2 separate regions of the Mus musculus genome follow, and region 1 is linked to region 2. Evidence: chromatin contacts called from public HiChIP or PLAC-seq data. All regions are on one chromosome and are shown on one strand. The core of a region is the stretch at or near the end of the contact, and the rest is flanking DNA. Distances in the headings are between cores, read along the strand shown. Region 1 has its middle 39 kb from the start of Setd7. Region 2 holds the start of Rab33b (RAB33B, member RAS oncogene family).

The links. HiChIP or PLAC-seq counts read pairs in DNA pulled down with a chosen protein or histone mark.
Region 1: a contact with region 2 is called in an H3K27ac HiChIP or PLAC-seq map of embryonic stem cells, with 12 read pairs. The contact joins the enhancer-like site here to the promoter of Rab33b in region 2. A contact is called at or near these places in 1 of 39 promoter capture datasets (neutrophils), 5 of 115 datasets of contacts at active chromatin or transcription factors (embryonic forebrain, embryonic stem cells and fetal liver) and 2 of 9 other capture datasets (adipose tissue and liver).

What each region holds. Positions count from the first base shown.
Region 1 is chr3:51,597,745-51,601,530 of GRCm38.p6, reverse strand. No RefSeq gene overlaps it. Among named protein-coding and RNA genes, the nearest start is that of Setd7, 39 kb to the right of the region's middle. Within about 2 kb of position 2,175, at least 10 of the 459 cell types and tissues checked have an H3K27ac peak or open chromatin away from gene starts, as enhancers often do. A contact at or near this core is called in embryonic stem cells, where this site is marked.
Region 2 is chr3:51,482,475-51,486,513 of GRCm38.p6, reverse strand. It overlaps Rab33b (RAB33B, member RAS oncogene family), which reads right to left and starts at 2,548. Exons shown (of 2, transcript NM_016858.2): 1 at 1,934-2,548. The coding sequence starts at 2,182.

The DNA.
Region 1 (3,786 bases), core at 926-3,425, 120 kb before region 2:
AAACCACCTCAAACTGCTTCCTCCCCCACAGCTCTTTGCATAGTTTATTGTAACTGAGAGATATTACAGTGAGTTCCAGCAGATACCATCCATGTCAGGAAAGGAAAGACACGTGAAAAAGAGAGAATCTTACTTTAGGAACTGCAGAGTTAATTTCAACTTCTCCCCGAAAAGCCAGAGAATGGACAGGCAGGATTTAACCTTCTCTTTGGGATGCGCGGCATCTTCTCTTGGTGTCTAGGTCCTCGGAGTTCCTGGCTCCCCTCTGCTGGCTGCTGCTCTTCGAGCCCTGGCGTCTGAGATCTGGGCTGTAGGCTCAGTCTCACACACTTCCCTCTATGATCTTCTCCCCCCTCACCTCAGGCCAAGGGCCCTATGGCTTCCGGGACTCATCAAGAGAAGTCTTTGAGATGGGAACTACTATGCCCATCTATGAGGTCAATATTTTATTGTCCTTAAGGAGTCCGACATCCAGGTAAACTGTTTGAAAAGATTCTAAACTATTGCTGGAGAATAAATAGTCTCCTCAGGACAATAATTTGACAAGTGACAAATTCTGCCATCTTGATTGACAGTCTGTAACACAGTGCCAAACATCTGGCGGAGTCAGTCAGTGTGGCTAAACAGTCATTAGTGATGAAGTGCAGTCTGAGGGGAGTGACTGGATTTTCTGCTCACTGGGCTTCCAGAAAAATCTCCAGCAGTTGTTATGGGTGGAAAGCCAACGGTAATGAATGGGTGAAATGGAGAGTTGAATGAGATAGTCTAAAAATATATATTTTGTGGGAATCATTTCTTTGTCGCAAGAGATAGATACCTCAGGGTTTACTAGTCTGTGACCACAAATGTAATTCGATATTAAAATCCAAATATAGGGCCTGCGAGATGGCTCAGAGGATGAACGAATGTACTTGCCACCAAGCCTGACGATCTGACCCCAGGTCCCACAGGCTGGAAGGTGAGAACCAACATGTGTGCCAGGGCAAGCACACACAGAGACATAAGTAAACGTGATGGAAACAACAACAACAAAAAGTGTTTAAGGCCAAGTCTGTATGATTCATAGTCTCTGTCAGCTTGACACCAAAATTCCCCTCCCAAGGCCATCCAGAACATGGTGTCTCACCCCTTAATCCCAGCATTCAGGAGGCAGAAGCGGGTCAGTGTCTATGAGTTCAAGGCCAGCCTGAGCTACATGGTCATCCAAGGCTATAGAATGAGACCTTGTCAAAATAAAATAAAATAAAATAAAATAAAATAAAATAAAATCATCACCTCCTTTTGGGGATGTGGCCACAGGTAACTTAGCCTCATATGCTCCAGGAGATGACCCCTACTCCCATGCACATATAGGCAGTACTGACCAGATTAAGCAAATTATTTTAAAAAAAGTAAAGAGAGAAAGAAAGAAAGAAAAAAAGAAAGAAAGAAAGAAAGAAAGAAAGAGAGAGAGAGGAAGGAAGGAAGGAAGGAAGGAAGGAAGGAAGGAAGGAAGGAAGAAAAGAAAAGAAAAGAAAAGAAAAGAAAAGAAAAGAAAAGAAAAGAAAAGAAAAGAAAAGAAAAGGAAGAGAAAGATGGGGAGTGGGGGATGGGAAGGAGATTGTGTGCTTGCATGAAATTCTCAAGGAATACATTTTTAAAATACAAAAAAAGAATCATGGCCCCTATAGAAGGAAATATAGTGACTATAGATTTAGAATTATGGGTAGTCTTCTACATTAAAATACATCTGTCTTAGAGGTTCTATTGCTGTGAAGAGATACTGTGACCACAGCAACTCTTACAAAGGAAAGCATTTCATTGGGGCTGGCTTACAGGGTCATTGGTTTAGTAAACCTCCACGGTGGCTCACAGGCAGACCTGGTGCTGGAGAACCGAGAGGTCTACATCCTGATCAGCAGGCAGCAGCAACTGAACGACACTGGGGAGCGGCTTGAGCTTCTGAAACTTCAAAGCCCAGGGACACACTTCCTACAAGGCTGTTCCTCCTAAGAGTGCCTCTCCCCGGTAGCCAAGCGTTCAAATCTACACCACCACAGCTTTTATAAGTACTTTTTTAAAAAAATCCACCCGCCTCTAGCTATGTATTTCTAGTCTCCTAGTATAGAAGGCGCCTCACTCTTGTCTCCAAAGGAACCTGTGCAAGTTCGGTGCCTCTCCGCCTCCTCAGAGTCACGGCTCCACATGGGATGCCCCCAGGGCAGATCTAGCAACCCTAGATCAAGCAACCTCTGTTGGGAGGAGCCTTGAGTGTCACAAGCTGCATTCCTAAATCCTTTCAGTTCACACACAAAGCCCTCTTCCTCCCCGGGGAGGAGTGCCACCCGAGGGGGAACAGTCTAGGTCTGGAAGGATTGGAAATGTTTTGTTCTCTAAATGATAGCCCATGAAGATTGCATTCAGTTCCAGCAAAAGATGGGTATTTTATGGAAATGGGAGCCGCCATTAGACTCCTTCAGGGAACACCCTCTTCAGTCACTCAGCCGCATCCTCAAGCTGAGAGAAACCCGTGGTTTGATCACCAGGGCTGGCGCACCAGCAGCTTTATTCCAGCCCCGAAAACTTAAGGAAAGAAAGAGACTTCTTCAGTGAAACACCAGCAGATATTTTTTTATTCTTTACCCAATCAGCTCAGGTCTGTCGTACCAGGTTAAACTTCAGAAAGAAAGGGCTCAGCAAGCCAGAGCCTTGCAATAATGTATCAGATTTATAACATGAGTATTCCTACAAAGAAAGTTAACTTGTGGGAATATTTACTGTGGGATCAGTATATATGTAAAATCTCATTTCATCTATACAACAGGCCTACGGGCAAGAACGTTTTGCCATTGAGAATATCTGATTAGCAAATATTAAAGCCAGAAGCCCTACCCAGCATAAATAAAAGGTCTGAGGGTTTAATCATCACACACACATACAACTGTGTTGTCTGCATGTACATGCATGCACCATGTGTGTGCCTAGTGTCCTTAGAGGTCAGAAGAGGACATCATATCCCCTAGAACTGGAGTTACAGGTGGTTGTAGGCTGCCACATGAATTATAGGAACCCAGTCCTCTGCAAGAGGGATGTACTGGATGGTTGTGTGTGTCAACTTGACACAAGCTGGAGTTATCACAGAGAAAGAGCCTCCCTTAGGGAAATGCCTCCATGAGCTCCAGCTGTAAGGCATTTTCTCAATTAGTGATTAAGGGGGAAAGGCCCATTGTGGGTGGTACCATCTCTGGGCTGGTAGTCTTGGGTTCTATAAGAAAGCAAGCTGAGCAAGCCAGGGGAAGCAAGCCAGTAAGCAGCACCCCTCCATGGCCTCTGCATCAGCTCCTGCTTCCTAACCTGCTTGAGTTCCAGTCCTGACTTCCTTTGGTGATGAACTGCAGTACGGAAGTGTAAGCTGAATAAACCCTTTCCTCCCCAACCTGCTTCTTGATCATGATGTTTTGTGCAGAAATAGACACCCTGACTAAGACAAGGGGAAAGTGTTCTTAACCACCGAGCCATCTCTCCAGCCCTCACATATTAATTAGCTTTCAACATAACAACCCCATCCCTCACTGCAAAGAGAAAACCCCTTTACAAAACATAGCTTCAACAGAGGGTTTCTTTGGACACCATTGCAACCTGGTTCGCTTTTCAGAAATTTATCATAAGAGAAGAAAAGCCCCCTGCATCCTCTGCTCCTTGCAAGCTCCGATGCTAAGAGGCCTCAGGAGACATGGCTTCCTTACCCTGGAAACACAAAGGTCCTTGGTATGAACTCTCCGAGGAGGGCAGGCTCTGCCTAGGGCT
Region 2 (4,039 bases), core at 1,299-3,798:
CTGCTCCTGCCTCCAGGTTCCTGCCCTGTGTGAGTTCCTGTCCTGACTTCCTTCAGTGGTGAACAGTGATGTGGAAGTGTAAACCAAGCCCGGAGTGGTGGCGCACGCCTTTGATCCCAGCACTCGGGAGGCAGAGGCAGGCGAATTTCTGAGTTCGAGGCCAGCCTGGTCTACAAAGTGAGTTCCAGGACAGCCAGGGCTACACAGAGAAACCCTGTCTGGAAAAAAAAAAAAAAAAAGAAAAGAAAAAGAAAGAAAGGAAAGAAAGTGCTTGCCAAGCTAAATTTGTACCCTTGGCACCTGTACAACTGTGATCCCAGCCCTGATCCTAGTCCTAGTCAGTCTCATGGAACCAGTGTGCTCCAGATTCGTTGAGGAGACTACCTCAAAACAGTAAAGCTAGAGAGCACCCGAGGAAGACTCCTGACATCAATCCCTAGAGCCTAGACTTACCTCACTCACATACACACATACTCATGCACACCTGTGCATGCACACACATAAAATAAAGGCAAATTTAAAAGCAAAGGGGCCCAGAGAAGGGTTGATCTCTTAAATAAGATGATTTGCCCTTTATTGTTCCTGGGGTAAAAGTAAAACTCTTTGAGGAAAGGGTGAGTATAGAAACGGAAACACGACGCCTCAAGGGAAGAAGGGGAGGAGGGGCAAATCAAACCTCTTCTGAGTAGACTGATGTAGGAGACTGCAATGTAAAACAGTTGCTTAAGGGGGTGGGTGGTCCCAGGTTTCATATGTGGGGAGGGGGGCAGTTTGTAGTCTCCCTGGTTGTCCTGGGACTAACTATATACACCAGACTGCCTTGAACGCACAGAAATCCACTTGCCTCTATCTCCCAGAATACTAGAGTTAAAGACACGGGTGCTCCCCCCCCACACACACACCTCCATCTCATATGTTTTAAGGAGTAGTATTAAGTAACCCTTAGTAGTTTCGCAACAGTGCCGAGGTTTACAGCATCAGGAGGCCCCTGACTTGTCAAGGATCATTATTCTGCAGTTGAGGAACCCAACCCTTCAGAATCCCAACCTGGCTGCCTTAGACTTCCTACTATGATTACAAAGTCTCAGTAGCTACCTGGGAGAGGGTCTGTTTTTGCAACAAGAGATATGATGTTGGCAAACCACCTAAGAACCATCACATATAAATGCCTCAATGAGAAAACAGATTTTTTTCCCCCTAGATAAATTGGTTATCATACAGAAAACGCCTCAAAGGCAACAGGTTTTACTCCCACAATACTTAGCATCTGTGCAATGCTCAAAAGAATTCCTAGATATAACGGAGGTTTTGTTGTTGTTGTTGTTGTTGTTGTTGTTAAATTGGGGTGTTTGAGGTTTGTTTGGTTGAGACAGGGTTTCTCTGTGTATTCTGTCTATCCAGGAGAGCCCTGTCTATCCTGGAACTAATTAGACCACGCTGATCTCAAACACAGAGATCCTGGTCTCTGTGAGAGTGCTGAGATTTAAGAAGTGTTCCCCCAGGCCCGACTTATAACGGAATTTTCTATGCTTGAAAAATTTCTGAGTTTCTTCCGGTTATACCCCACCACCACCACCACCCAGATTCCCAGCCCAAAACTCTCACTCAAGCAATGGGGGTGGGAGTGGGGGGGTGACCGCCCCCTACACCTCTGTCACTCAAAGTGTGGTCGGTCCACAGACTCATTGCATGTGCGTTATAGGGGAGCTTATCAAATCAGAACGTGCTTTTTTGAAAAACAAGAAGTCCCAGGTAAACCTGATGTACATTAGAGGTGGAGGAACAATGCCTCAGAAGTTTGATAGATACAAACACACTTTCCCACGCCATGGGGCGCACCGCACACTCCTGCCCAGACCCAGGGTGAGGTCCCGACACCTGCCAAGAAGGAGCGGCACTCCGCTGAGACAGCGTCCCCGCCCCACCGGCTCACCTTGATGCGCTCTCCATCAATATCCACGGCTCGCTCTCGGAAGTCCACCCCGATCGTGGCCTCGGTGCGGTCGGGGAAGCGGCCGGCGCAGAAGCGGTAAGTCAGGCACGTCTTGCCCACGTTCGAGTCGCCGATCACTATGATCTTGAAGATGCGGGAGCGGGCGGGAGGCAAACACCCAGACGCCCCTGACACCGCACAGCTGGACGAGAAGCTGACCTCCAGCGACGACTCCATCTCCGAAGTCATCCTCCCGCCCCGCCCCGAGCTGAGCCGGAGCACAGAAGCCGCGGGAATGACGCCACGCCAGCGACAGCGCTCCCTAGCAGTGACAAACGACGCCCAACTCCCCACAGCCCGCGGGCACCGCGGCGCGCGTGCGCGAGCAGCCCCTGCCCACCCAGGTGTGGCGCCCCGCTAAGGCCCCGGCGCACGCGCAGTAGGCCTCCGCCAGTCGGTGCGGTGTACCTGGAAAGATGCGTCGGCGCTCCCTGGCTGGACTGCGGCTCAGAAGGTCCGCCCGAGGGACCTCTATGTGCCGCGCTCCAGCCTTCTGACCGCCTCGCCACGTCCGAGGTTCCCGAGCTCTGGAGGAAGCTGCGCAGCCCCCGGGGGCGGGGAGAGAGAGAGAGACAGCGGAGAGGAAGGAGGCGCGGCCCGGCTGTGGTCTCGCGAGAGGCGGCGGCGCAGTGGCGTCGTGGCCGCCTGGTCGCAGCCGGGGTTGGGGCTTGGAGTTGGGCTCTGAGCATCCCCTGTGCTCACCGCTTCCTCCGGGCCTCCGTGGAGCGGGGCGGAACGGCGTGGGCAGGAGGGTGAGAGGCTACTCAGCTCCTGAACCTGATCTTGGCCGTAGAGACTCTCCTCTACCTCTGCCTTCCCGGTGCTGCAATGAAAAGTGTACACTACCACGACCCGCTCAGTTTGTTTTGTAAAAGAGACAAATTGTTTTCGGCTGGTTTGAGCAACACAAGTCTTAAATCTCTGTGATTCTCTTCAACTCCATAGAGTTCCAGGACAGCCAGGTCTCCTTGAGGCAGGATCTCTCAGTCAAACCCAGAGCTCATTCCATAGAGCTAGTCTTGGTAGCTAACTTGCTCTGGGGATTCTGTCTCCATCTTCCAAGGTAGGAATTACAGGAGGTCTTCCATGCCTGCTCAGCATTGCCTTGGGTTCTGGGGATCCAAATTTAGAACCATCTCCTTATTCCCTTCTTTCCTATCCAGCCCCCCCCCCCCAGGATTTTCATATTGTAGCTAAAGCTGGCCTAGAACCTCACTGTGTATCCAGGCTGGCTCTGATTTTTGTGGGAATCCTGTCTTAGTCTCCTGAATACTAGGGTTACAGGTGTGAGACTATGCCTGGCTGAATGTTACCATTGGTTTAAAATTAAAAATAAGTACCACTTAAGCTGAATGTAATACCACATGCCTATAATCCCAGTACTGAGAAGGCTGGAACAGTATGTTAGTGGTTACATGGAGACGTTTTGGAGTCAACTCTGAAGGATCTGACATGTTAACTTTGTAAGTCAACAAGTTCCAGTGCCAGTTGATGAACTGTCAATGAAACTCCTAGGTGAGAAAGAAAAGGCACCTTCTCAGAGAGGCAGAGTATACCCCATTCCCCAAGTGATGCCATGAGGCCAAGGTGATGTCTGTCCGATGTAAGTGGTAGCATTACAGGAAATGCTCTGCAGGAAACGGGTATTTCATAAATGGTCTCTGAATCTGTCCAGCTTCATCCAGAAGAGTGATGGTGCCTTTTCTCATCCTGGAGACCAAACAAGACTCCCCCTAGAACAAGAAGAAAAAAATATTTTTTATCACGCAAAAAACGATTGCTATACAAATATCCCTAGAAAAGAGCCCAGGAAGAAAGCTGTTGATCACTTTGCCTGAATTTACAGACATGAGACAAATGAGAATTAACCTCCATTAAATGGTTAATAGTTCATGAGATAATTTCACCATCTGTGTGCAGTGTTGGCAGCATTTTTCCTAGGAGGACTGAGATTTCCCGCATTCTTTGAATGCTTAGTAATTGGGCTTACATCCTGGGCATTTTAAACATTTCATTTTGAGACTTGGGTCCTATTGAAGTTCCATT